Regions from separate parts of the Mus musculus genome. Here regions 2, 3, 4, 5 and 6 are each linked to region 1. A link is a contact called in public HiChIP or PLAC-seq, Micro-C and promoter capture Hi-C data. All regions are on one chromosome and are shown on one strand. The core of a region is the stretch at or near the end of the contact, and the rest is flanking DNA. Distances in the headings are between cores, read along the strand shown. Region 1 holds the start of Ephb2 (Eph receptor B2). Region 2 holds the start of Hspg2 (perlecan (heparan sulfate proteoglycan 2)). Region 3 holds the start of Cela3b (chymotrypsin-like elastase family, member 3B). Region 4 holds the start of Hnrnpr (heterogeneous nuclear ribonucleoprotein R). Region 5 holds the start of Asap3 (ArfGAP with SH3 domain, ankyrin repeat and PH domain 3). Region 6 holds the start of Cdc42 (cell division cycle 42).

Evidence for each region. Promoter capture Hi-C pulls out the DNA fragments that hold promoters and counts their contacts. Hi-C and Micro-C count contacts between places; a contact is called where the count stands out from the background. HiChIP or PLAC-seq counts read pairs in DNA pulled down with a chosen protein or histone mark.
Region 2: an HNF4G HiChIP or PLAC-seq map of pancreatic cancer cells shows a contact between it and region 1. The contact joins the promoter of Hspg2 here to the promoter of Ephb2 in region 1. A contact is called at or near these places in 2 of 39 promoter capture datasets (both in liver) and 1 of 115 datasets of contacts at active chromatin or transcription factors (pancreatic cancer cells).
Region 3: a promoter capture Hi-C map of liver shows a contact between it and region 1, with 2.4 times the contacts expected there. The contact joins the promoter of Cela3b here to the promoter of Ephb2 in region 1.
Region 4: a contact with region 1 is called in a Micro-C map of embryonic stem cells, with 4 times the contacts expected there. The contact joins the promoter of Hnrnpr here to the promoter of Ephb2 in region 1. A contact is called at or near these places in 1 of 39 promoter capture datasets (hippocampal neurons) and 1 of 484 Hi-C or Micro-C datasets (embryonic stem cells).
Region 5: a promoter capture Hi-C map of cranial neural crest shows a contact between it and region 1. The contact joins the promoter of Asap3 here to the promoter of Ephb2 in region 1. A contact is called at or near these places in 1 of 39 promoter capture datasets (cranial neural crest) and 1 of 115 datasets of contacts at active chromatin or transcription factors (embryonic stem cells).
Region 6: a Micro-C map of embryonic stem cells shows a contact between it and region 1, with 4 times the contacts expected there. The contact joins the promoter of Cdc42 here to the promoter of Ephb2 in region 1. A contact is called at or near these places in 1 of 39 promoter capture datasets (hippocampal neurons), 2 of 484 Hi-C or Micro-C datasets (double positive thymocytes and embryonic stem cells) and 2 of 115 datasets of contacts at active chromatin or transcription factors (embryonic stem cells and microglia).

Annotation. Positions count from the first base shown.
Region 1 is chr4:136,834,031-136,838,228 of GRCm38.p6, forward strand. It overlaps Ephb2 (Eph receptor B2), which reads right to left and starts at 1,982. Exons shown (of 16, transcript NM_010142.4): 1 at 1,740-1,982. The coding sequence starts at 1,800. It overlaps Gm31536 (a long non-coding RNA gene), which reads left to right and starts at 1,905. Exons shown (of 5, transcript XR_881502.3): 1 at 1,905-3,856.
Region 2 is chr4:137,466,555-137,470,429 of GRCm38.p6, forward strand. Hspg2 (perlecan (heparan sulfate proteoglycan 2)) reads left to right here and starts at 2,249. Exons shown (of 97, transcript NM_008305.3): 1 at 2,249-2,370. The coding sequence starts at 2,308. Gm13010 (a long non-coding RNA gene) reads right to left here and starts at 588. Exons shown (of 3, transcript XR_881513.1): 1 at 147-588.
Region 3 is chr4:137,427,867-137,431,974 of GRCm38.p6, forward strand. It overlaps Cela3b (chymotrypsin-like elastase family, member 3B), which reads right to left and starts at 2,654. Exons shown (of 8, transcript NM_026419.2): 1 at 2,594-2,654; 2 at 603-688. The coding sequence starts at 2,633.
Region 4 is chr4:136,308,439-136,312,345 of GRCm38.p6, forward strand. Hnrnpr (heterogeneous nuclear ribonucleoprotein R) reads left to right here and starts at 2,504. Exons shown (of 11, transcript NM_001277121.1): 1 at 2,504-2,651.
Region 5 is chr4:136,204,214-136,208,357 of GRCm38.p6, forward strand. Asap3 (ArfGAP with SH3 domain, ankyrin repeat and PH domain 3) reads left to right here and starts at 2,152. Exons shown (of 25, transcript NM_001008232.2): 1 at 2,152-2,434. The coding sequence starts at 2,306.
Region 6 is chr4:137,355,703-137,359,864 of GRCm38.p6, forward strand. It overlaps Cdc42 (cell division cycle 42), which reads right to left and starts at 2,057. Exons shown (of 6, transcript NM_009861.3): 1 at 1,944-2,057.

The DNA of each region.
Region 1 (4,198 bases), core at 732-3,231:
CCCATAATACTGTAAACATCCCAACGTATAGCGGGCCAGCACATGAGTCATTTCCCCAAAGCCGGAGTAATACGCGGTACACCAACCAGCTCCCAGGGAGCTCCCCGCCAGCAGCCGGGCTCCACGGCTGCCCTCCACACCCAGGGCCCGTGGCACCCTCAGTGCCCTGGCCACCCCACTCTGGGAAACCGCAGGCAGCCGCCAAATCCTGCAGGAGCCGGAGGACAGCTGCCTTGGTGCCAAACACTATGGCTGCCATCCAAGGACCCCCCCCCTTCTCCTCCCCACTGCGGTCACTAAAATGCTCATTACTGGGAAAGAAACTAAGTTATAGCACGGGGTCCCCCACCATGCCTGGAGTGGCTGTGCCTGGAGCCCTCAAGGCTTCTTCACACCTCACCCCAAAGTGACCCAAGAATAGGGCACTCTGTGTCTCACCCCTCAAGCCCTCGGTGGCACACTCCTAGAACGGGTCACCTTCTTTAGGGGTAAGAAAACCCAGCCAGTTGTTTGAAAGACCTCAGACTCAGGGCCTATTTTTATCACCCAATGGCTAGGGCTGAGACAGGATTTTTCTGAACCCGCGGTTTCCCTATTTGCTAAAAACCAGTAAAAATTCGACCCATCTGGCTTCCCGGAAGACTTCTGAAGGATTCAACACAGATTGTCGGCCGGCAAGCACTTTGCAAAGAAGGCTTCAAGTACCTTGTCAACCGTGCAGCACGCTGTAAACCACGGAGAGCAAAGTACTTCATAAACTGAAGCGACTGGCAAACTGTAGAGCACAGTACACGTGAGAACCATTATTAGGATTCACGCCTGGTCCTTCCAGCCCGGCCATTCCTGGTGGACACACCCAGACCCCCACTAACAACTTTTCCTCCAAAGCCAGCGAGCTGCGACCACCTGGCAGCCACTCCCGCCCCCGGGGGGTCGGGTGGTACCACAGCGCGAGGCCTCGGGGAGAGGCCCAGAGACCCAGGCCAAGGCCAACAACACATGGCAAAGCATCTGGTCCGGTCTCTGACGGCAGCTGGAGAGTTCTCGGGGCTCCAGACTCCACGCTGAGCTCTGTCGCCCACGGGGCGGTGGCCCGCGGAGGTACCCGGAGAACCCGGCGCGCAAGAGTGATGCCCATCGCCCCATCCCCCGCTCAGTCCTGCTGGGGAGGGGACCCCATTGTACGCCGCGAGCGACCGGGCGGGCACGGACGCGAGGGTGGGGGACACGCGCGCTTCGCTCCACTCCACGGGTGCCCCTGCTCTTCGGGTGGCCCAGGCTGCATCCAAGGGGGCGCGGCCAGGGATCCCCAATCCTTGGCGCGGCCGCGGTGCCTCCCTCGGAACGCTCCCTGCCAAACTTTGCAGCACCCACTGCGCGCCGGGCCCGCGCCCCTGAGCTCGGTGCCGAGGCATTGCCGGGCTCTGCGGGGATGCGGGGACCTCGGTGGCGGGCGCGCAGTGGTAAGACCCCCCAGCCCTGGGCGGCGCTCACCCGGCTGGCTACAAAGCCTCGGCAAGATGGTCCCTTCGCCTCCTCCTGGCACAGTCAATCAGCGCCCGCCGCTCGCCCGGGCGCCCGCGGGGCCCCGCGTCTTTCCCAGCGGTGGCCGCCGGCCACACCTCCCCGCGGCCACCTGCGCCCGGCACCGGCCCCCGGGCAAACTTTGCGACCGCGGGGCCGAGTGAGGGGGCGACCCGGGGCCGAGGCGGCCGCTCCCCGCCCCCATCCCCGCTCACCTTCCACGGCGGCTAGCAGCGGCAGCAGCAGCAGCGCGGCCCCCAGCCTGCGCACGGCCATTGCTGCGCTGCCCGGAGCCTCCGGCCGCGGCGCCGCGGGGACCCCCGGGCTGGAGCGCGCGCCCCGGGCTCGGGGGGCCGGCGGGGAGCGGCGGGGCGCGGCGCACACACACACGAGCCGCCGCCGCCGCGCAGCCAGCAGAATGAGCCATCCAGCCCGGGCAGAACGGGGACCCGGGCTCCGCCAGCGCTGGGCACGGCCCACCTGAGCCGCGGGCGTGGGGGGAGCCGGGGTTGGACTGCCAATCCTGTGCCTCTGCCCGGTGCACCCACGGGTTGCACCACGCCCGAGTCATGATCTTCTAAATCTTTTGAGTCCCTTCGGATGGGGCAGCAACCGTGTTGGAGCATCGTGACCCCACTCACCCGGGTGTCCGGGACCCCGGAATCCCCCCCGCGCAGCAGTGGTCTCTCCCGGCGCTGTGGCTCCTCCAGATAAAGCAGCGATTTCAGCCCAAATGTTTCTCAATTTTTATTGAATGCTGCAAAGCCGAGATCGTCTGGCGCGGCTGACAGGAGCAGAGAGAGGGGACCCGGGGCGGGGGGGCGGAGAACGAGGAAGGGGCTGCCCAAAGCCGGGGGACTGGCCCTACCTGTCAGGACTGGGAGTGCCACCCCCTTGCCTGAGCCCTGCCACCCGCGTCCCTGCGGCTTCGAAAGGGACTGAACTGCAATGAATGAGGGGGGGAAAGAGGGGGGAGCTGGGAACAAAACAGGCGGCTTTCCCAGGCTCTAGGGTTGGGCTGGGGCCTCTGCCTGGGAGAGTGGGCCTTGGCGCTCGCCCGCGGGCCCGGGGTTCTCTCTGGCAGGAGTGGCGGGCCCTGGCAGGCAGACCCCGGGCCTTCCCTCCTTGCCTTGTTGTCTTGCGCGAGCCCACCGGCCCCTCCCCGCGGACCTTCCCAGCCGCACATTGTATTTCTCCTCTGTTGATCTGGTTCCCGGTGCAGTTTGCGAGCAGGGGTGTGGAGGAGGCCCGGGGGTGGGGGGTGCCTAGCGACAGCCCCTACTCCACCCCTCGGTGGAATGGACCTGTCTGGGCTGCTCGGTTTTGTGCATAGCTGTCCCTTCGGGGAGGACACAACCCCTTGTTCCATTTCTGCGGGCCCAGCCTGCTCTGACAGCCTTCATCACCATCATCATTAGCGGGCTTGCTGAGACCGGTGGTGGGAGGACTGGAGGGATCCTGCGGGAACCACCCAGGCAGGGCCCCTAGCCTTTGGGACCCGCGCTCCTGAAAACACACTTAGCCAACAGCACTGGCCATGATCATTGCAGTGGGTGGAAGAATGCTTTAGAGAGACAAGCTGTTAAAAGTCCAGTGCAGACCTCTCCAGTCCCTTTGTCCCACAAACTAACAAAACGTCCCAGAGATGTCTTCCCTTCAAGGCCCATCAGACAGACTGTCCTGAGACACCAACTGAGGTTTGGAAATTTGGGGCACCCTTTGAAGCATTGAGAGTCCATCAGAAATGAACCTCAGCCTGGGAGGCCACCTGGAAATGGTGGGCCTCGAAGGTTGCAAAGGAGGCAGAACAGAAGTGAGCCGGGGAGAATAGAAGACAACAGGGAAGATCACCCTCTCTGCCAACACCTTCCACTCCGTGTTGCCTGCAGACTCCTGCCTGGGGTAGAAGTTAATTGGGTGCCCTGGCTTTTTTTTTTTTTTCTCTGTTTCTCCTCATCAGACAAACCAAGGGGCTTAGGATTTGGTGGACTCTGAGCCTTTTCTCCTCCATCCCTGGTGTATACAGGTGGCCCCTCCCCATTTCCAGAAACATTTATGGGCCATCTATTACATCCTGGGTGGATTCAGCTCTGCTTTCTTTCTATCCCCTGGGGACCCTTGTCACCATCCACCCACCCCTAGCAATTGCTTCCTTCTTGATTTAAAATCCTTTTTGATTCAAAATACAAATACTAGATTTTAGCATCCTTTGAGAACCCGGGTACCAGGGATGAGGCTCGGGGCTGTTCACGTTTCCAGATTTTCCTCTCCTCCATTGTCACAACTCTGGTGGCAGGTGCAGGCCATCTCAGGTGATGAGACTGAGGACCAGGTAAGTCATCTGCTCAAGGCCAAATAGCGCATCGGAGCTAGGATTCAAGCAGTGTCTGACACCCACACTCATCCCTTGGGCCTTGCATAGGTCCATAGAACACGTTTATTCAGTTAGCCAACTTCCCACAGTCACTGAAAACCTTATCATTAATTGATAGCAGTCTGGACTTTTACCTGGCCAAACGCAAAAAAAAAAAAAAAAAAAAATCACTGTAGCAATAAACAAAGCCCCGTATCTTCCCCATCCCGTTCTCCCTCCGTGTTGTATGATTCCCCATTTGAGATCCTATAGAAAGGCTGAGTCTTGTCAGCCATCCAAGGCCTTCCTCTCTGCTCTCTT
Region 2 (3,875 bases), core at 999-3,498, 630 kb after region 1:
GGCTCCCTGTAAAAGATCATTGTTTAAGCAGCATATGTGTGGCGGTCAGAGGACAACTTTGGGGAGTTGGTTCTCTTCTACCTTTGTAGGACCCAGAGATAGAGCTCTGATCTCAAGTTCTCAGACTCGGTGATAAGTGTCCCTACCTGCTGAGCCGTTTCTCTGGCCTGACGCTTCTTTCTTTCTTTCTTTCTTTCTTTCTTTCTTTCTTTCTTTCTTTCTTTCTTTCTTTCTTTCTTTCTTTCTTTTTCTTTTCTTTTCTTTGTTTTGTTTCTCTTTTTTTTTTCCCATCAGTGTCCCTTAGTCCTCATATGCACACTGTGAGAAAGGTCAGCATGGCCCTTGCTTCCTGAACGGAGGCAGACAGTGGAGGCTGAAGGATTTGTTTCGGACTTCACAGCTAGATGGTAGAGGCAGGCTTCTCTGTTGCACTGAGAATAGCACGAGGCAGGATTGTGTCCTCCTTTGTCCCCTTTAGCAGAACAGGGACCACTGAGGACCACAACTGGGCATGCCTTCTCTGTCTGTCCCATCCCCCTGCGAGGAGCAGATGCAGGCCTTATTAGGTGCTATGCTGGGAGCCTGGGCTGAGGCCAGAGTGTTGGCAGGCCCACTTGGATGTACTTTCTGCTCTTCATGCTATGAGTTGGTCCCTCATAGTTATGCCCACAGGGCAGAGAAGAGCCCAGTCTTTTGGAGATGGTGTCTCTGTGGAATAGGGTCAGGATGTCAGTGTTTTCTCAGGTCCCCAAGTGTCTGGCTCCTATCACAGAGAACATACTTTCCGGACAGGGCTGGCGCCATTCAGTGAACTGGGCATTTCCTTCTGTCCACAGCCCACCTAACTCCTGGCTGCAAAGTCTGCTAGGAGTTTTCTGGAACCTAGCAACTCACAGGAAACAATGGAAACTTGGGTTTGTATTTTTTTCTCCCTCTATCATCACTCAAAGGGTTTTCCTCAAAGGCACACACATACTTCAGTTATTTTTCTCTCCACCCATTAGCCTGGGGCTTCCTGGAAATTTTCAGTCAAAAAAAGGGGACCCTGGGTAGGTGGTAAAGACACACCCCAGCTCCAGGCTTGTGTGTCTGCCCCTGGGATGCAGCAGGGTTGCCTCAATGCCAGTGACTTGGCAAGAACACCTGAGACTGAGGCTCTGGAAGAGCCTTGTCTGAACCTGGGTATACAAAGTGATACATCTCTGGGACTGATGTATGTGAATCAGAGTGGGTCTATGAGTGATTCAGATCGTCTGTGGCATAGGGGTAGGAGCACCATCTTGTCCAGTATCACGCACTGGGATGAATGTGTGGAGGAAAAATGTAGAACATATAGGCTGGTGAGTGTGTGAAAAAGCACATAAGCCCTAGCACAAAATGTGTGAGGAACTGGGTGTGTGATTGGTGTGTGATCCAGACTAGAGAGAGAACTCAGTGGGAAGAGATATTTGCCACAAAGCTCTGTTACCTGAGTTGGATCCCGGAACCCACATGCTAGGAGACCATTACTTTCCAAAACACCTCTGAGCTCCACATGTGCACTGGGGCATGTATGTAGGCGCACGCGCGCGCGCGCGCGCACACACACACACACACACACACACACACACACACACACACACAGAGGTACAGAAAACAAACACAATAAATAAAAGCCACTTTATAGCTTGTTGGGATGCTTGAGTCTGTAGAAAGGTAAACAAAAAGGTAAACAGGTACATGGAGTGGATGTGAGCAGCTGAGTGCATGTGAGATCCCCCTCTCTCGAAAACTGCTGTGCACTCCGTGTGGAGCACGTGGTGTGAAGGAGCGGCGTGTGCGGAGGGCTCGAGGCCCTGCCAGGTGGCGTCTCAGTCCTATCCCACACTCCAAGCCACGTCTGGCGTGGAGCCGGTTGGGCCTCATCCCACATCGAGGGGGATTGGGGCCCAGACAAAGGCACAGTCGGCCGCGCCGCTCCTCCAGAGAGCCTAGCTCGCGGCTAGGAGGCGGGGGCCGCCGCTGAGGGGGCGGGGCCAGGTCTTGTTAGGGGCGTGGTCTATATGGTCAGGACGCGTTGCCTCGGGGGCGGAACCTGGTCTTGTGGGGTGTGGCTAAATGTTTGGAGGTGGGGCCTAGGGCTCCTGAACTTGGCGCCTCGGGGGCGGAGCCGGAGACCCGGGGGCGGGGCGTGCACGGGAGGGCGGGGACGGGAGTTGGTTGGGGGGGTGGGGGGTGGGAAAGAGGCGAGCAGTCCGAAGGACTCGGCAGGACAGCGAGCTGGTGGCTGCGGGAGGCGCCGAGCGAGCCAGCGAACGAGGCCGGGCCATGGGGCAGCGGGCAGTGGGCTCGTTGCTGCTGGGGCTGCTGCTGCACGCGCGGCTGCTAGCGGTGAGTTTGCGTGACCGAGGGCCGAGGGCGGGGGGCGCGCGCCAACTTGGCGGGGCCACCGGAGGCTGCTCGGCTGGGACTCTGGCCCGGGACGGCCGCGCCCGCGAAGGACCCTGGGCTGGCACTGGCCAGCGCCACCCTTGCAGCGTGGGGCTTTCCTAGGGGACGTCCCAGGGATCCAGCGTGGAGGTCAGGGGCCGTCCCCGCAAGCGTGGAAATCGGAGGGTCGCCGGCCACGTTGTTCAGGCTCAAAGTCGCCTCTGGGCATGGCCCGGCCTGCAGTTCTGGCGTGTGGGGGGGCTGACGGAGAAACTTCTAGCAGGGTGGGAACTTGGCAGGACAAGGGTATTCCTTTCTGCTGCCAACTTGGCAGAAGGGGCAGTTCATGGTGATGGGTACCCTGTCAGTCGTCGCTGGAACTTTACCATGCTATCCTCTGGGGGGAGATTATGATCAGGCAGTCAAAAGTTAAAACTTGGAACAAAACTAAGCCTTGTGTGGAGCACCCCATGGACCCTGGAGTTTTCTAAGCCATAAGCTAAATCAATCACTGCGTTGCACTGAGCCTCCGTGAGACCTGCAGAGAGCTAGTTAACCTCTGGGAGGTAGTCCCACGTGGGTAAAGGGAACTCAGAATGGGAAGCCTCAGGGCAGAATGGGCCTGGATGGAATGAGTGCTGGGTGCAGCGCTTACTACAAGCCAGCCCAAGAGCAGCTGAGAGTCCCCAGGATTCTTCCACCACCTCCCAAGTGGGATGCTGTGTGTGCTCCTTCAGTTCTGCCCTTACCCTGAGCTCACAAGGGGCCACAAGGAGGAGAAGGGAACTCTTGAGTCAGGAATCCTAAGACCTGGAAGGCACTTGGCAGGAGAGGCCCAGAGGACCTGAGTGACCTCACGGAGGACAGGGTGGAGTTGATGGACCCGGCAGGCAGAGGGTGGAAGATGAGGGTGGGGTACCTCTGGGCCCTGCTGTGGTGAGCCACAGAGCCCAGGTGCTCCTAGACAGTCTCTATCCCTGTTCCCTGTTCTTGGAGCCAAGAGGGTGACTTTTCCAACTAGGCCAGTGTTTACCCAGTGACTGCTTCTCTGTCCTTGCCTGGCTGGCTCTCTATCACCTCTGCCCTCTTGAGTCACTCCTTAACCGCCCACCAGGCTTGACCCTTTTCTGTTTCTGCCACACCCACGTAGCACCTCTCCTCCCCACCCTCTACAGAGCAGCCTTCTCCTCTAACCTTCTGTCTGGCCTCTCACCCCAACACTCAACTGCAGGGCACTGCGGTTGCTCCCCATTCAGCCTGAACTTGTAACTCCTAAGACCGATGTTCCCTTCCTTAAGGCAATGACCTAGACCTGGGATGCTATCTATTCCTGGTCTCCCCTCAGCTCTGCCCCCTGCTGAAGGGCTCCCTCATGTATGGGCTACACAATGGCAGGAGTGGAGGGTGGAACTGTTTGCGGAGGGCCAGAGGAATTCTACTGGAATTCCCTGACTGCCTCCACTGCC
Region 3 (4,108 bases), core at 1,404-3,903, 590 kb after region 1:
TCTCCAGGTCTGGGTTTGGTTCTTGAGACAGGGTCTCTTAGAAGTCAGAGTGACATCAAACTTGCTGTGTAGCTGAGGCTGATCTTGAACTCCTGATCCTTCTGCCTCTACTGGGTTACAAGTTTGTATGGAACAACTATGTCTGCCTTACTTTATAGTAAACTATAGTCACACGTGGCTTGTGACTATTGTTAGACAGGGAGTTTAGCCCTATGAACATCTCCCCATGAACCTCTATGAAGTTCCTAACCCTTTTAAGCTCCCAGAACTTTGACCCTTTTGTAGAACCCAGGGAGATTAGAAACAAAATCTTTCCTCTAAACACAGCCCCCGAAGTTCCACTGCTATTAAGCCAATCTCTTAAGCACCACCCTTTCCCCAAATTCCACTTTCAAATCCCAGCCGAGATTGCAGATGGAACAGTTACAACCTCCAAGAAATATCTCTCTCCAAGAGTTTCCGGCCTTTTGAAGTCAAAGAAGGGAGTGGAGAGGAACTGGTGGGGTCAAGGCAGGCTGCCATGTCACCAGACCTGGGGTTCAGTGCCCATAGTAGAAGCAGGCGTGGGGAGTGGTGGTGGGGGCAGCTGCTGTCACTCTTACCTGCCAGGGCCAGCTGTGGGGAACAGCTTCCTCGCCATTGACAACTCGGCTGGAGGGGTTGTGGGAAGGCTGTCCACAGCCTGAGGCTAGAGGTGACAATTGAGAAGCCAGTCAGCCAGAGTGTCCTCAGAAGAAAGGGGTCGGGGTGGGAGAGCTGGTGTTTGAGCATGGTGCATTTGGAGGCAGAGGCAAGCTGAATTCTGTATATTCAAGGCCAGCTTGACCTATATGGTGAATTCCAGATCAGCCAATGCTACACAAAGAGATCCTGTCTAAAAAGAAAAAGAAAGAAGCAAAAGAAGAGGAAGAGGAGGAAGAAGAGATTGAGGAGGGAGAGGAGGAAGAGGAAGAAGAGGAGTATAAAGAAGAGGAAGAGGGGGAAGAAGAGAAAGAGGAAGAGGAGGAGGAGGAAGAGGAGGAGGAAAAGGAAGGGGAGGAAGAGGAGGGGGAGCCCTTCCCCTCTCTAGACTTCACTAGCCAGGTATGAAGTAGTGTTTATGCATTTAACCTACAACAGGGCTTCCCAGAGTCAGAGGAGGGCAGGGTCTCTTTTATCTCAAAGACTAAAGACTTGGGACTGAGCCTGGTAGTCAGGGAGCCCCCAAACTCTGAAACCAAAATGCTGGGCATTAGGGTGTGATCCCAGCATTGAGGATTCGAGCTCAAAGGATCAGCCACTGGTTTGAGGTAAGCCTGGGCTAACAGAGTGAAATCTTTTACCCCACCCCAAAAGAAAAAAAGAGGGCTGGCTGCGTGGTAACCCGGGCTAATGACCTGAGTTTTATCCCTGGGATCCCAACAGAGAGAACTGACTCCTGCAAGTTGTTCTCTGGTCTCCACGTGAGCTCTGTAACACACATACAGTCCCTAACAAATAAATAAATGTAATAAAAAAAATTAAAAATGGCAGCTAAAAGTGACATGCTAGCTCAGGCCTGTAGTCCCTGTGCTTGAGAGAGGGAGGCAGTGGGATTGCTAGGAATTCAAGGAAAGGCAGGCTGAGCTATAACATGAGACTTTCTATTAAAAAAAAATTCTTTTTAAAAAGGTGATTTATACCGGGCGTGGTGGCGCACGCCTTTAATCCCAGCACTCGGGAGGCAGAGGCAGGCGGTTTTCTGAGTTCGAGGCCAGCCTGGTCTACAAAGTGAGCTCCAGGACAGCCAGGTCTATACAGAGAAACCCTGCCTCGAAAAACCAAAAAAAAAAAAAAAAAAAAAAAAAAAAGGGCTGGTGAGATGGCTCAGTGGGTAAGAGCACCCGACTGCTCTTCCGAAGGTCCGAAGTTCAAATCCCAGCAACCACGTGGTGGCTCACAACCACCCGTAATGAGATCCGATGCCCTCTTCTGGTGTATCTGAAGACAACTACAGTGTACTTACATATAATAAATAAATAAATCTTTAAAAAAAAAAAAAGGTGACTGACCTATGAAGTGGCTGTTTGAGTGACACAGCTGGGTACGAAGTGAAACTCGGCCACCGACTCAGGATGGCTGTGTTACTTTAAAAGTCAGTTTCCCCACTGACTCCAAACTAGGCTGACTTACCTGGGGTCATAGAAGAAAAACAACCTGTCCCACCGTCACCTGCCTGACATAGTAGACACTTAGAAAATGCCATCGGGTACAATATGGTCGGCCAAGGGAAGCTTTGTGGGCTGTGTCACAGAAGACTGAAAGTTTGAGTTGGAGCCATCAAACCTCAGAGTTCAGACCTTAAGTCAGGAGGTCATCCATTGTCCCCTCAAGGAGTCTTGCCCCGTGGGCTCCCAGTCTTTCTGAGCTGGGTCATCTGAAGCTTGCCTGCCTCCTCCACTCCTGGCCATGAACCAAGCTCAAGGCCCTACAGTCCTGTCCTAGTTGAAGCTGAGACCTTCTGTAGAAGTAGGTATGGGGTGTCACCCAGGGAGGCAAAGAGTGAGGGTCTGTCATATTTCAGGGGCTCCCAGGCTGATGCAGCAAGGAGACATGGGACAAGCTGAGGGCTTACCAAGGGCCACAAGCAGGAGGGAACTCAGCAGTCGGAGCATGGTGAGCTTCAGGGTGATTAGAAAGAGATGTGGAACCGGGACTTTAATATAGTGCCGGAGGCAGGTGGAAGGGCTGGCCCCAGACCCCACTCCCACAACAGGTGGCAGAACACCAGCTTTTTCAAGGCCCAAGGCCACACACCAACCACTGTAGATTAGAGAGCAGGAGCTGAAGGAGGGACCTCAGACTTCCTCCAACCTGTGATTGCACAAGTGGTAGAGAACGGCCAACTGATAAGAGAGGGACAGGCAAAGGGTTCTATTAGACAGGCCGGGCTTTCCCAGGGAAGGCTAGAATAGCAGAGCTGATCAGGCCTGGGTTCAGATCCTGGCTTTGTCTATTGAGTGCTTAGTTTGACCATGGTGTCTCAGAGCTCTAGTCTCCTGCATGGGATTAATATTGATGTCCACCTCCATAAGAGACTGTTTCTGAGTACTTTCTCTGCTGTATTAGGGCTCTTTCTAGGGCTGTGAGCAGACAGCACATGATCCCAGTCTGCTCACAGTCTGCCTAGTGATGGCACAAGATGAACCCACAATTTTTTGTTTTTGTTTTTTGGGGTTTTTTTGAGACAGGGTTTCTCTGTATATCCCCACTGACCTGGACCTCACTCTGTAGACCAGGCTGGCCTCGAACTCAGAAATCCACCTGCCTCTGCCTCCCAAGTGCCAAAATTTTTAAGAAGCTGTCTCTAACCAGTGAGGGTGGGTGCCATACGGAAACAAAACATGGGTGATCAGGAGGGGACCCCTCCCTTCCCATTTGTCTTGGGAGGTTGAGGCAGAGTGACATATTGACTCTGGAGACGATATGCATGCAAGTGAGTCCTGAAGCCAGCCATGGGAACGGGTGGAGGGTAGACACTCAACTCAGGAGTGGCTTGCTCAAGAAAAAAGAGGGGCAGGGGTCTGGAGTCAACGAGGAGCTGGGTGAGGTGGCATCGTCTGTGTTCCCAGCTGCTCCAAGGCTGAGGCAGGAGGGTTATGAGTTGGTGGTCAACTAGGGTTGCACAGCAAGGCCCTGTCTCAAAGCAAAAAAATAAAATGGGTCTGGAAGCACAACACAGGGCCTCAAAGTAAGGCCTTTGGTTTTGTCCTTGTCAAGGAGGGGGAGGAGGAGGAGAGGGATATGGAGACAGAAGAGGAGACAAGGAAGAAGCAACCAGGTGAGGGGAGGAGGAGAAGGGAACAGGGAGGAGGAGAAGGAAGGAAAGAGAGGAATATAAAAGAGGAAGCAGGCTTGCTAAGATGACCTGGCACCTAAAGACGCCCATCGGGCCTCACGACCTGAGTTGGATCCCTGGGGCCCACCTGTTACAAGGAGAGGACCAACTCCTCTCCTCTGAGTTGCCCTCTGAGCTCCACGCATGCTGGGGCATGTGCACCCACTCCCATCACACACACACACACACACACACACACACACACACACACACACACACACACACAGAAGCAACAAAAATGCAATCGAAAGC
Region 4 (3,907 bases), core at 1,254-3,753, 530 kb before region 1:
TATAGATGCTCCACAAAAATGGAAGCACACTTTCCATTTAAAATACCTTTGATGAAGGACTGGAGAGTTAGCTCAGAGGTGAAGAGCGCTTGTTGCTCCTTCAGGACCCACAAGGTGGCTCACAACCATCTGCAATTCCAGTTCCAGGGGATCTGAGATCCTTTTCTGATCTCTGCAGACACACATGTGTTACAGAGAATACATACAGGCAAAATACATCCCCCCACATAAACCTTAAAAACAAAACAAGCACATAAAAAAACCCAAGCCAAAAAGAGTATATGGGCCAGACATAATAGTACATACCTTTAATCCCAGCAGGGAGGTGGAGGCCAGCAGACCTCTCTGAGTTAGAGTCTGGCCTGGTTTACATAGTGAGTTTCAGGACAGCCATGGTTACATAGACCCTGGCTCAACAAACAAACAAACAAACAAAATCTTCCTTCAGGTTGTGAAAGCTTTGATATGCATAGTCTACTGCCCTGGAATTTCTCTAAGGTACAAAAGCTTATTTAAATTATTTTATATGTTTGGGTGCTTTTGCCTGCATATATGCTTGCATATCACATGTGTGCCTAGTGTCTAAAAAGGTCAGTGGAGGGCATCAGATCTTCTGGAACTGGAGTATCAGACATTTGTGAACTACCATATTGGCTCTGGGATTGAACCTGGGTCTCTCCAGCCACCAGAACCCCACCCCACAAGTTAGAGCCTGAACTCAGGGCTCTTTGTATGGAAGAACGTGCTCTAACACTGAGCTGTATGCTCCTGGGAGATCTGTGTTTTACATCCCATAATATTGGCTTGGTATTGGACACTAACGGCCTTGTTAGTATTGCTGGGATACAACACCGGTGGGATAATTTATACAGAAGAGGGTTTTTATCTGATCTTGTGTTTGCTTATGTGTGTGTGGAGGGAGGTGCAGACGAAGGTCAGAGGAAGAAAGTGAGTGTCCTGCTCTTCCACCCTCCGCCCTGGAGCTAAACTGGCAGCAAGCTACAGCAATTCTCCGGTTGCAGTCTACATCAGCACTGGAGTTTACAGGTGCATGCGGTCACGCCAGGCTTTTTACTCAAGTGGATGGAGATTCACAGTCAGGTTTTTTTTTTGTGGGGGGGCGGGGTTTCGAGACAGGGTTTCTCTGTATAGCCCTGGCTGTCCTGGAACTCACTCTGTAGACCAGGCTGGCCTGGAACTCAGAAATCCGCCTGACTGCCTCCCGAGTGCTGGGATTAAAGGCATGCGCCACCACTGCCGGGCCACAGTCAGGATTTTAAACTTGCATTTGAGCCGTCTCTCCAGCCCCTAGGACAGGCTTTACAATTTACAGTTCTGGAAGCAGGGAAGTCCAACATTGAGAGCACGCGGGGATAAGGGCCGTCTCCCTACGCTGGAAGCGCAAAAGATGCAGAGAAGATCTAGAGTCAGGCATCAAACTCACAGCCTGGAGGCCTATCAGTCGGCTTTAATGCTTTGAGGGTGGAGTCCTAGTGCCCGAAACACCTCCCACTACCGGCCCCACCTCCCAGCACTACTACATTGGCCATCAAGTTCGTATCAAGTGCACTTTTGCACATGTCCGTTCAAAAACGCATGGGTAGACTAACAATAAACTTTGGTTTATAGGATTTGAGAAACATGATCTCCAGATATGTTTGGAAGCAGATCCCTTGACCTTCTTCACTGAGGTAGTGTTGGGACAGGAGTGACAGGTGAGAGGTTTATGAATAACAGGTATTAGTTTCTTGGAAATGAACCCTTTGCCCGCTTGCCTGGCTTTCAGTCGTTGATCCAGTGACCCTACCTACTCTAGTCTCCAAACTCCGAAGGGTCCCTGCTTTCTGTTAGCGTCACTCTTGAGTCAGATCCACGTTATTCTGTGAGGAGAAGAGCCAAGGAGGGAAACAGGCAGTTTCTCCAGTCATTCTAAGGGATGCTTTTCTACAGAGAAATCTCCAGCGACACGAGTCAAGTCACCCTGAAGTTGTGTTTTGACTAGAGCCAAGATGATCTATTGATGGAGCCCAGCGTGTGGCGAATGGGGTGTGCTCGGGACCTAACGCTCAGAACGGCGGGAGGGAGGATTGGAGATAAGGGACTCCGGCGCGGGGTAGCAGCGCCATTGCGGAGCGTGGCCGCCGGGACCCGAGGGGGCGGGGCTCCGGAGGTGGCCACGCGGCGGGAGGCCTAGATTTTTCAACCTCTTAACGGTGGTAGAAGAAGAGGGAGGAGCTTCGGCCACGCAAGGCCCGCTGCCCCGCAGCCTCGCCACTACCAGGGGCTCCCACCAACAGACCCCTTTGTGTGCATGCCCCCGCCCCGGAGGCGCCGCAGCCAGTGGCGCTGAGACCCCTCATTGGCTCAGCCCGACGGCCACACCGATTGGTCCTCGGAGTCCCCGACGTGAGGGCCGCTTTCCCCTCTCTCTTATTGGCCCGTCAAGCTGCCCGTCATACGGTCTCGTGGGCCGATTGGTCGGCCGCACGGAGTCCCTGGAAGCAGTTCCGGGAAACCCCGCGTGCTGCCGGGATCGCGTCTCGGTCCATGCGAGGGGGGGAGGGGGTGGCGCGCGCGCCATTTCTTGTCGTTTTCAAAGCGCCTCGCGCTGCTTCTCACGGGCCAGGCCGCCAGCCCCCAGCTCTGCCCTGGTGAGTCTCGCGCTGGCCCGTGGGGGGGAGGGGCCGGGAGTCCCGGTCTGACCGGACTCGGCCGGGTCCAGGCTCGGCGCCCTGGCCTGCAGTTTGGGTCTTTGCTCCGAGGCCCCAGGGTGGGGGTGGGGATGGGCCGGGGGCGGCTTCTGCTCCGGCCCGCCGCGCAGCCGCGGGCCTGAGTCCCGCCGCGGCGCCTCCTCTCTCTGTCGCTCATCCTTCTCAGCCCCTCCGGTGCCCCGGTCCCTCGGTCCGCTGTCCTCCGTGCGGCCTGCCGGTCTCGCGGTGCTTTTTCCCGCCTCCGCCCGCCGCTGTCCGCGGCCCCGGTCCGGGCGAAGGGTTTCAGGCGTTTCCCCCTGACCCCGGTGCTTGCCCCCGAGGCCTGCGGTCAGGCCTGGCCCGCCTCTCGCCCGGCGGCCTGTGGGATGTGTTGATAACCGGGTCGCGCCCGAGGGGGTGGGGTGAGCCGAGGGCGGGGTGCAAGTCCCAGGGTTACCTGAGCCGGGAGCAAACTTTTACGGGAGTCGGAGCCGAGGGGCCGAGGTATGGGGGGTGCCTCCCGCCCGATCCCCAACCTGCATGCTTCGAGCCGGGATTTGAAGGAAAAAATGACTACTAAGAGGCCGTGACACTTGGTTTCGAGCGGCGCCTGAGCTAGGTAATTCTGAGAATGTCATAGGCGCTCCAGTTTGGAAAAGCGCTTCTTTTTCTTACACGGTAGTAGCCATGTGGCCAGAATTTTAAGACGAAAGCCCAGGGGTTCTTGAAAGGTTCAGTCCTTTCTCGTTACCTGTTTGGGATTTTTCCCCCCCTTGCCCTTTAAAAGCAGAATGTGTCAGGAGTCAGTCGTAGTGATTAAAGGCTTGATACTCCCGAGCTGTGAGATAACCGTTAGCTTTCCTTGGTTCTTTTAAAAGCCCGTCTCTCAACATTTTGCTTAGAGATGTTCGCCACAAGTCAGGGAGAAGCTAGTACTGACTTCCCGAGTCTCCCAGCGGTCCTTATAAATCTTATTTAAATGACTTTATTTTGTAATTTTCTTTTTTTTGCAAAAATGTTTGTGTCAAAGGGTTCCAGTCACGTTAGAATATTTGCTGCATCCAGAAATATGGTTTGGCTGTGTGGCATTGTTGTTGAATCCCCCCTCTTGATCCGAAGGATTTATTTCCTAGAGTCTATTTTACCTTTTTTTTTTTTTTAGGTTAAAGTTGACAAAATCTGAACATTTTAAAAGTTTTGATATCAATGGTAGTCAT
Region 5 (4,144 bases), core at 902-3,401, 630 kb before region 1:
AGGCTAAACTGCATTTCGCTTATCTACTTGATTGGACGACCTCAGGAGGGAAGCCATCCTCGTCCCACCAGTGAGAGAAGGGGAGACTGGCACCCACGGAAATGGAGCTACTTACCTAAGACAGAGAGCAAAGACAGGATCCAACCAGACAGTCTGTGCCTCTGGACCCTAACCCGATCTCCCACAAAGCCCTCACCAGAACAAAACCCTTCTTTTCTTACAGAATTTGCACAGTAGTAGGAGAGAGTGAAGGGTAAATAGAAGGCAAACAAAGCAGCATGAACTAGATATGGTGGCACGCGTCTTTATCCTAGCAGAGGCAGGCAGAGCTCTGCTGAGGTGGAGATCAGCCTGGTATATATAGTGAGTTTCAGGCCATCCAGGGCTACATAGTAAGACCCTTTGTCAAAAAGAAAGAAAGAAAACAGAGGAAGGAAGGAAAGAAGGAAGTTAGGAAGCAGAGTCCCAGACAGCTCTCAGAGGTGTAGTGCACAGAGTTCAGGGCTAGCACGGAGAGAGCATCGCAGAACCCAGATGTACTGGTCCATATCTGCAGTAGCATCCAGGAGGTGGAAGCAGGTAGATCAGGAGTGTGAGGTTACCCATGGCTACACATTAAGTTTGAGTCTAGATAAAACCCTGTCTCAAGATAAATAAACAGATACACAAGAAAGGGAGTCCGCTCTCAAGCCTGATGACTTGAGTCCAATCCTTGGAACCCACGTGGGAAGGAGAGAGCCAACTCCTGAAAGTTGTCCTCTGCCCTCATGAGTTCAGTGTCCTGCATGTTGTGCACACATGAGTACACACACAAACACACACCCACACCCACACACCCACACACATTCATGCACACAGCAAATTTCTAAAACTGAAAATTTTAAAAAGGGGCTGGACAGATAGATGGCTTAGTGGCTAAAGAATGTTTGTTCTTGCAGATGACCCTGGTTCAATTCCCAACACCTACATGGTGGCTCACCATCATCTGTAACTCTAGTTCCAGGGGATCTGATGCTCTTTTCTGGCCTCCAAGAGCGCCCAATATTCATTCATAAAACCCCAGCAGAATAAAGATGATTATGAATGGGGTATGTGGAGTGAGGGATGGGGGGAGCAGCAGGTGACTAGTTTTAAACAGGGTGGTCAGGATAAGCCTTGTAGTAAAGTTTGAAATGTTTGAGCTAAACCTTGAAAAACAAAACCCCAAATCAAATAAACAAAAACCGAGGGAGGCAGACAGGGAGAAGCAAATTTGGAAGACTCAGCATTGGAGTCTGAAGGAACTGTTAGGGTCACTTAGCATCTGGTCTGGGGAAAGGGGACCAGACGCCAGGGGCCAGGTTGGGCGATGAAGGTGTCAAGAGGAAGCCTCTGAAAGAGCCCTGTGAGATGGACGAAGAAAATAAGGCTTTCAAGAAGAAGCAGAAAGAGTCCAAGGCAATGGGAAGGGCCCCTGGCTCACGGCTGGAATTAAGAAACCAGGCAAAACCAAACCACAACAAAAATACCTGCAAAACAACAACAACAACAACAACAACAAAATCCCGAGCTATTCTGTGTACCTGAGATAATAGTGAACCTCTCCCATTCTTACTTAAACTTATTCGGAGTTATGACATGATTCCTTTTAAAAACCAGAGGGGCAATTGATTCAATGGCACGTAGCTGGCTGATGGCGAAGATCTTATATGGCCTCGGTGGCACAGGCCTTGCCTTTAATCTCAGCACCGGTGAGGTAGAGGAAGACGACTGCTCTGAAGAACCTAGAGTTAAGGAGAAGAGAACAAGTGAACCAGGAGCCAGCCAGAACCAGGAGCCAGGCTCTGTGTCTGTGTGTGTGTGTGTGGTAGGCTTTGGAGGCGGGGCTAGGGAGGGAAGAGGATCGGGGACGGGGGCTGGGAGTCAAGAGCGGAGCCCCAGGAGAACTCTCCCCATCTGTAGGTCTTGGAGGCAGGGCAGAGTGGGGCCAACGCGAGGTTGGGGCGTGACCAGGGAGTTAGGGGCGCGGCTTGGATGTGGCCGGAGAGTGAGGGGGATGGGGGCGTGGTCAGGGAGTTACCAGCGAGTCGGGGCGTGGCCAGGGAGGTAGACAAGTGGTCTGGGGGCGTGGCCGGAGAGAGAAAGGCTGGCGGGCGGGGGCGTGGCGGAGTTAGTTAGGGGCGGGGCGGAGCAGGGAGTGAAGAGGCCTCGACTAGGACGCTGCGGGTGGTGAGACAGGCCCTGCGCAGAGCAGCTATACCAGCACTGTTAAGTGCAGCGTCCCCCGCGTTCCAGGCAGCTCCGGTGTTTTCGCCTCGTTCCCACCATGCCCGAGCAGCTCAGTGTCGCGGAGTTCCTGGCCGTCACCGCAGAGGACCTCAGTTCCCCAGCCGGAGCAGCTGCCTTCGCCGCCAAGATGCCCCGGTGCCGCGGGGCGGCGCTGGCACGGGAGGAGGTGAGGGGCCGAGGCGGGAGGGGACCTCAGGTCAACTTGGGGCCTGGCTTTGACCTTTGCAGGAATGCTTGGAGCTAGGATGGCTCTTCGCTGCGCTCCAGAAACCCGCCCCTCTTAGATCTGTGGGAACCGAGCTCATCTCAAACATCTGTGTCCCCAAGGTGGAGCCTGGGAAGAGAGGACCAGATGGGATCTCGGGGTCACCTCGATACAGACTCCACATGTTGGGGCACATCTCCCATATACTTTGGGCGACTTGCCCATTATATGTGTATTTGCTCAGCGGCTTACAGTTCTGTGTTTTCGTTTTAGAACCCCACAAATATGCAGCCCCTCAGGTCACTCCCTTTCTGAGAAGCAGGCTCAGTCCTGAACTTACCTCTCCCAGGCTGCAAGAGAGAGAGAGGAGGCCCCCTCCTCCTGGCTGCTGGTTCTGAGACTTGGCTTGCCTTGTGGAATGATTGTGAATGGGAAGGCGCCAGGAGCCGGGGTTCACCTTGGCTGCTGCGGGCCAAGTTTATAGGCTCCTCTCCCCTCCCCTCTCCTCTTTGTGTTTTCAGGCAAAGTGTCCCAGGCTCTTTCTTTCGCCCTTGTAGGCTGCCCCACCCCATTCCCAAGCTCACTGGAGTTCATTCCTCTTCTCTGGATTCGCTGCAGGTTTTCATCCCCTAGGAATACACTGGAGCAGAGAGCCTGTAGTCTGGGGCCAGACGGGGATAATATGAACCCAGCTCTCTTCTAGAGAATGCCCTGGGTTGAGGTGGCATTTTGGACTTCAGTGGTCAGTCTGGCCTTCTCTATAAGTTGTACCTACTGTGTGGCAGATACAAAGCTACCCAGAAATACCCTGAGCTGAGGTCTTAGGAAATCTCCCTTCCTCTTCTCCCCTGACTGGCTGGCTCTCTGTCTGGACTTTTTCCTCTTTGGTAAGGAAGGCAGACAATTATACAAAGACTGTCGGATTTCAAATGATGCATAGGTTCAGAGCCACCACGCCTCAGGACCCTTCAGCATCTTTAGGGATTTTATCCATCATCCTCTCCTCCAGGTTGTCCATTACAGTGTTGGATCAGAGGGGAGAGATCTGCTCTGGCTAAGTGTCCATGCATTTGACTGACCTTACCTGACTGTGTAAGCTCAGATTTGCCTCAGGTCAGGCCAGACAAAATCCAACTTTTTTCCTTTTTTCTTTTTCTTCTTTTTCTTTTTCTTCTTCTTTTTCTCTTTTCCTTTCTCTTTCTCTTTCTTTTTCTTTTTTCCTTTCTCCTTCTCTTCTTTTTCTTTTTCTTTTTCTCTTTTCCTTTCTCTTCTCTTTCTTTTCTTTTTCTTTTTTCCTTTCTCTTTCTTTTTCTCTTTCTCTTTCTTTTTCTTTTTCTTTTCCTTTTTCTTTTTCTCTTTCTTTCCCTTCAGATCCATGTGCTTGCAAGCTTTCACTTTTGCAACAGAAAGGCAGGAGATCCCCAAACTCAGCTTTCCCCCTCACCATTCCAGCGTCCCCCAAATGAAAAGTCTGACTTACGACTTAGAGATTTTGCTGGAGCTTTCTGGTTGGTTTCGTGGTCATGTCTCTCTGTTATTGTGCTGGGCTTACATGTAGTTTGATACTGGGATTTTTTTTTCCTCCCTCCAGTACTGGACATGACTAACCTAATACCAGGCTTGAAACCGCGGTTGCTTCCTGAATCAAGGCTCCTAGCTCTAACCAGTTTC
Region 6 (4,162 bases), core at 807-3,306, 520 kb after region 1:
CTCCTTCCACTTTGGGTTCTGGGGGACCCAACTAAGGTAGTCAGGCCTGTTGGACAAGTGTTGTTATCCACTATACCATCTCACCAGCCCAAACTAGTTAATTAAAAAAAAAAAAATGGTGCACATATAAACCTTTTAAATATAGGCTAAAAAAAACACAATAGTAGGTAAGTATTCCAATTTTATATTCCTATATGTCACATTAAGGCTAACAAATTTTGGAAGATTTTGGAAGATTCAAGCTCCACAACTACCAACTACAGAAAGCCAATTTGAATCCACCACTCCAGTATTTTACAAACATCATTTTCTATACAAATGAGCAATAATGGGAAAAGTCTTGTTCAAACATGAGCCACCCTTACAGGGATGCACTGGATATCATTTGCTTTGCAGTGTTAATGTTCTTCAATGCTAGTGTGTACTATAATCAAAGGACACACCATTCTAGTGATCTAAAAATATTACTCAAGTTTTTAGGGTTAGAAATTAAAATCAAGGTTGGTAATTCAAGTAGCTCATTCCTGTAAGCCCAGCTCTTGAGAGGCAGAGACTAGGAGGTCCCTCTATGTTTAAGGTTAACCGGGGCTACATATGGAGACCCTGTCTCAAGATAAAAAAAAAAAAAAAATCCAAAAGCCCTTTTAATGGAAAAACTAAAGCATGCAACTTTGAAGTTGCAATCCTAACAAAGACAAATCAGGGGTATGACGAAATTCTCTTTTCACCTCATTCTTCAAACCATGCACTGAAGTTGGGTTCTTTACATCAAGTAAGTCACAATTAGTGTGGCAAAGAATTGCTCCTGCAATTCACCCGAGTATATAGCCAAGGGGTCCTTTAAAGATCATACCTACACAAGTGGCTGCAGACAGTGTATATTCCCTGACCAAAATAACTTAAACCTAAGATTTTGAACCTTCGGTATTTTAGGTGCATCTCAGGCAGCCTGAAGACAGGCAACAGGATTTCAACAACAACAAAAAAAAATTGCCACCTTACTCTGAACCAATGTGCTGGGTTGACCCACAAAGGCCGCAAGATGCTGTCTTAATTTGAATAGCCCTGACTTGTAGGAGTTAAAACTCTCACCCCTTATGCTGCGATGACGTAATCTTCCACACTGAATTTCTCCCAGAGTTAAAGGGGTGGAAAGAGGAATTTACAAAATAGTAATAATAACCGACAAAGAAAATTTCCTGCTAGGAACGAGGAACTGAGTAAGTGGCCAGGCGGGGTTTCGGGAGGTGCTTAGGCAGGTCCCGGATGGCAAAGAGGCCGGCCCCGGCAGGAGAGCCCCGGGAGCCGCGGGGCAGGAGAGGACACGGCGCGGGGCTGGAGACCGCCGAGGGGCGCAGGCGCAGAGCCGCCCGGTCCGTCACCTCGGCCCCGGCCCGGCCCGGCCCTGCGGCCGCAGTTCCGCTCCCCTCCCCCGCCAGCCGCAACGCGTCCGTGGCGGGGCCGGGGAAGCAGGAAGTCGAGGCCCACAACGGAGAGACAGCCCCCGGCCTCCGACCCCGGTCCGGACCGGGCGTCTCCCACCCCGCGCCCCGGGGCCTCGGAGCCCGCGGGCGGCCGGAGGGGGAGGGGAGCGGGTGGGATGGGTGTGCCCGGTCCTCTCGCCGCCGCCGCCGCCGCCGCCGCCGCTGACAGCTCGGCCGGGCTGTGCCCTCGGCCGCCGCCATCCCCGGCCGCGCCGCGCCGCCATTCCAGCCCTAAGCCTCGCCGCGACCCCGCCTCGCTTCCCTCAGAACCCGGGCCGGCGGGCGCACGCGACCCCGGCAAGCCCTCCCTCGCGGCCCACCGCCCGCAAGCACCGGGATGCCCCTGCCCGCGAGCATCCTCGAGAACCGAGAGAGGACGGGGGGGGGGGGGACACGCGAAGGGGACCGGGCGGCGCAGAAGACGCTCCCGCAGGGAGGCTTCTCGGGCCCCGCACTCACCTCAGCTTCTCCGCCGGGGCGTTGGCAGCACTGCGCGGGGCCTCCTCGGCTGCCGGACAGGGGCACGCGCCTGACGTCAGCACGCAGGGGACGCATGGTTGGGTGCCCGCGGAAGTGGGAGGGACAAAGAGAGAGAAGGGGCTGAGGGCGGCTCGGGCTCCGCCCCTTGGCGCGCACGCGCGCGGGCTGCGTTCCTTGCATGCTCTGGTTGGCTCTCTGCGCCTTTTAACGGTATTTTTTATCCGTAATAAAACTATGAACAATGATGTGCACGGTGTTGTAACTAAAGTTTATTTTGAGTCTTGCAACTTCGTGAAGAAAAGTGTTGTAAATATGTTTTACTTTTATATTTTTGTTTATTTTATTGAGACAGGGTGTCATTATGTAGCCCTTGCTATCCCAGAATGGCTATGTAGACCAGGCTGTCCCAGAACACAGCAATACTACTGCCTCTGCTTCCAGAGTTCTGATATTTCAAGAAATGTACTACCATGCCTGAGCTGTCTCTCTCTTTTTTGTTGTTGTTTTTTGTTTTTTGACAAGAGTTTCTTTCCATGGGTAGCCCTAGCTGTATTGAAACTTGCTGTGGAGCCCAGGCTAGCCTGGAACTCAGAGAATCCCTTGCCTCTGCTTCCTGGGTGCTGGGATTAAAGGTGTGCATCACCATACCCAGGCTACCGGGTTTGTTTTGTTTTGTTTTGTTTTTAATAACTTGAGACGTGATCTCGTTTAGCGCAGCCTGGATTTGAATGCTTAACTAGGTACCAGAGGTTGATCTTAAACTGCTAAGCCTCTACCTCCGAAGTGCTGAGCTTATAGGCGTGCCCCTCCATAGCCTGCCTCTTTGCTTCTCTGAGAGAGGAAGTGACTTGCTGTGCACAGCTTTATCTGTCTGTTTTTGGAGTGGGAGTTGAGTATCACCCTCGGTTTTGTTTAGAACTAAAGACTTTCCCCCTCAAAAAAGTCCTACATTTACTGTCCCTGAGTGCTCTCCCCTGGCCCCTTTGGTTGGATCTGACCTATCAAATCCTTCTCTTCCCTGTCATCTCGGCGCCTGTTGAATAGCTGCCTTCTCTGGCCGTGTACTAGCTGCTGGAGAATAGAGAGCCTAGCCTTCTGTCAGATGCTCCCCAACATTAGAGGAACCTTATCTCAGTAATGTTCTCTTGCGGGCTGGAGATGTAGCCCAGTCGGTAGAGAGCTTGCCAAGAATGCACGAAGCCCCACGTTAGTGCCTCTACCACATTCATAATCCAAGCTCTGAGATGGATGGCTGTAATCCCAGCACTTGGGAGGTGGAAGCAGAAAAATCTATGGTGACCCTTGGTTGCATAGAAGATTCAGAGTGTCCTAGGATACAAAACATCCATTCTCAAAAAACAGGAGGGTGTGTCTTAAGGAGGCAGAACTCTGAGACCTCAGATGTGTGCTCCTGCATCCAGCTTTATGTGGGCCCTAGGGATTCGAACTCAAGTCCTCACACCTGCGCAGCAATCACTTTGCCCTCTAAGCCACCTCCCAGCCTGCAATCTACTTCTTTCAAAGCTGTACTGTAAACATCGTTCTGTGTCGAACGAAGCCCCGCTTATAGCAAGGCTGCATTCTACCCTGTGGGCATTTCCCTATGTGGGCAATCTCACCCTATAGGGATCGAAGTTGTCTAGCCTTTCTCCGATGCCAGGGAGGACCCAGGGCTCACCAGATACTTGGCAAGTGCTCTGCCACTCAGCCACACCCTCCACTCCGATGACCATAAATGGCAACTTGTGATTACAAAACAAAACAAACAAACAAACAAAAAAACCTCATCAATTTCTTTGGCTTGAGAGAAAGTACAGTTTTCTCTGTTCCCAAGGCAGGTTGGCTGTGTCCTTTCTTTTATCCTGCCTCGAAGTCCCATGAATGTCCCAGACAATGTCTGGCCTTTCCACCAGCTGCTGTATCTTGATGGGATGTCACCCAAGTGTTTGGCCTTTCCTCGTCTATTCTGAGGACAAGGACTAACTTTGTCTCTTGGGCTGATTTTTTTTTTGTCAGAAAGTGACCCTTGACCTTGACCTTTCCACCACCCCAAGTTGGAGTGGGGTTACTCCTTGACCCTAATCTACCCCATCCCTTGCTGCCAACCCAGACGCCAGTCTCTCCTGCCTCCTTCCCACACCCCAGTCCTCCTAGCTCCAGCTCCGTTAAATGAACAGGATGGCAGGCTGCAGGTGTCT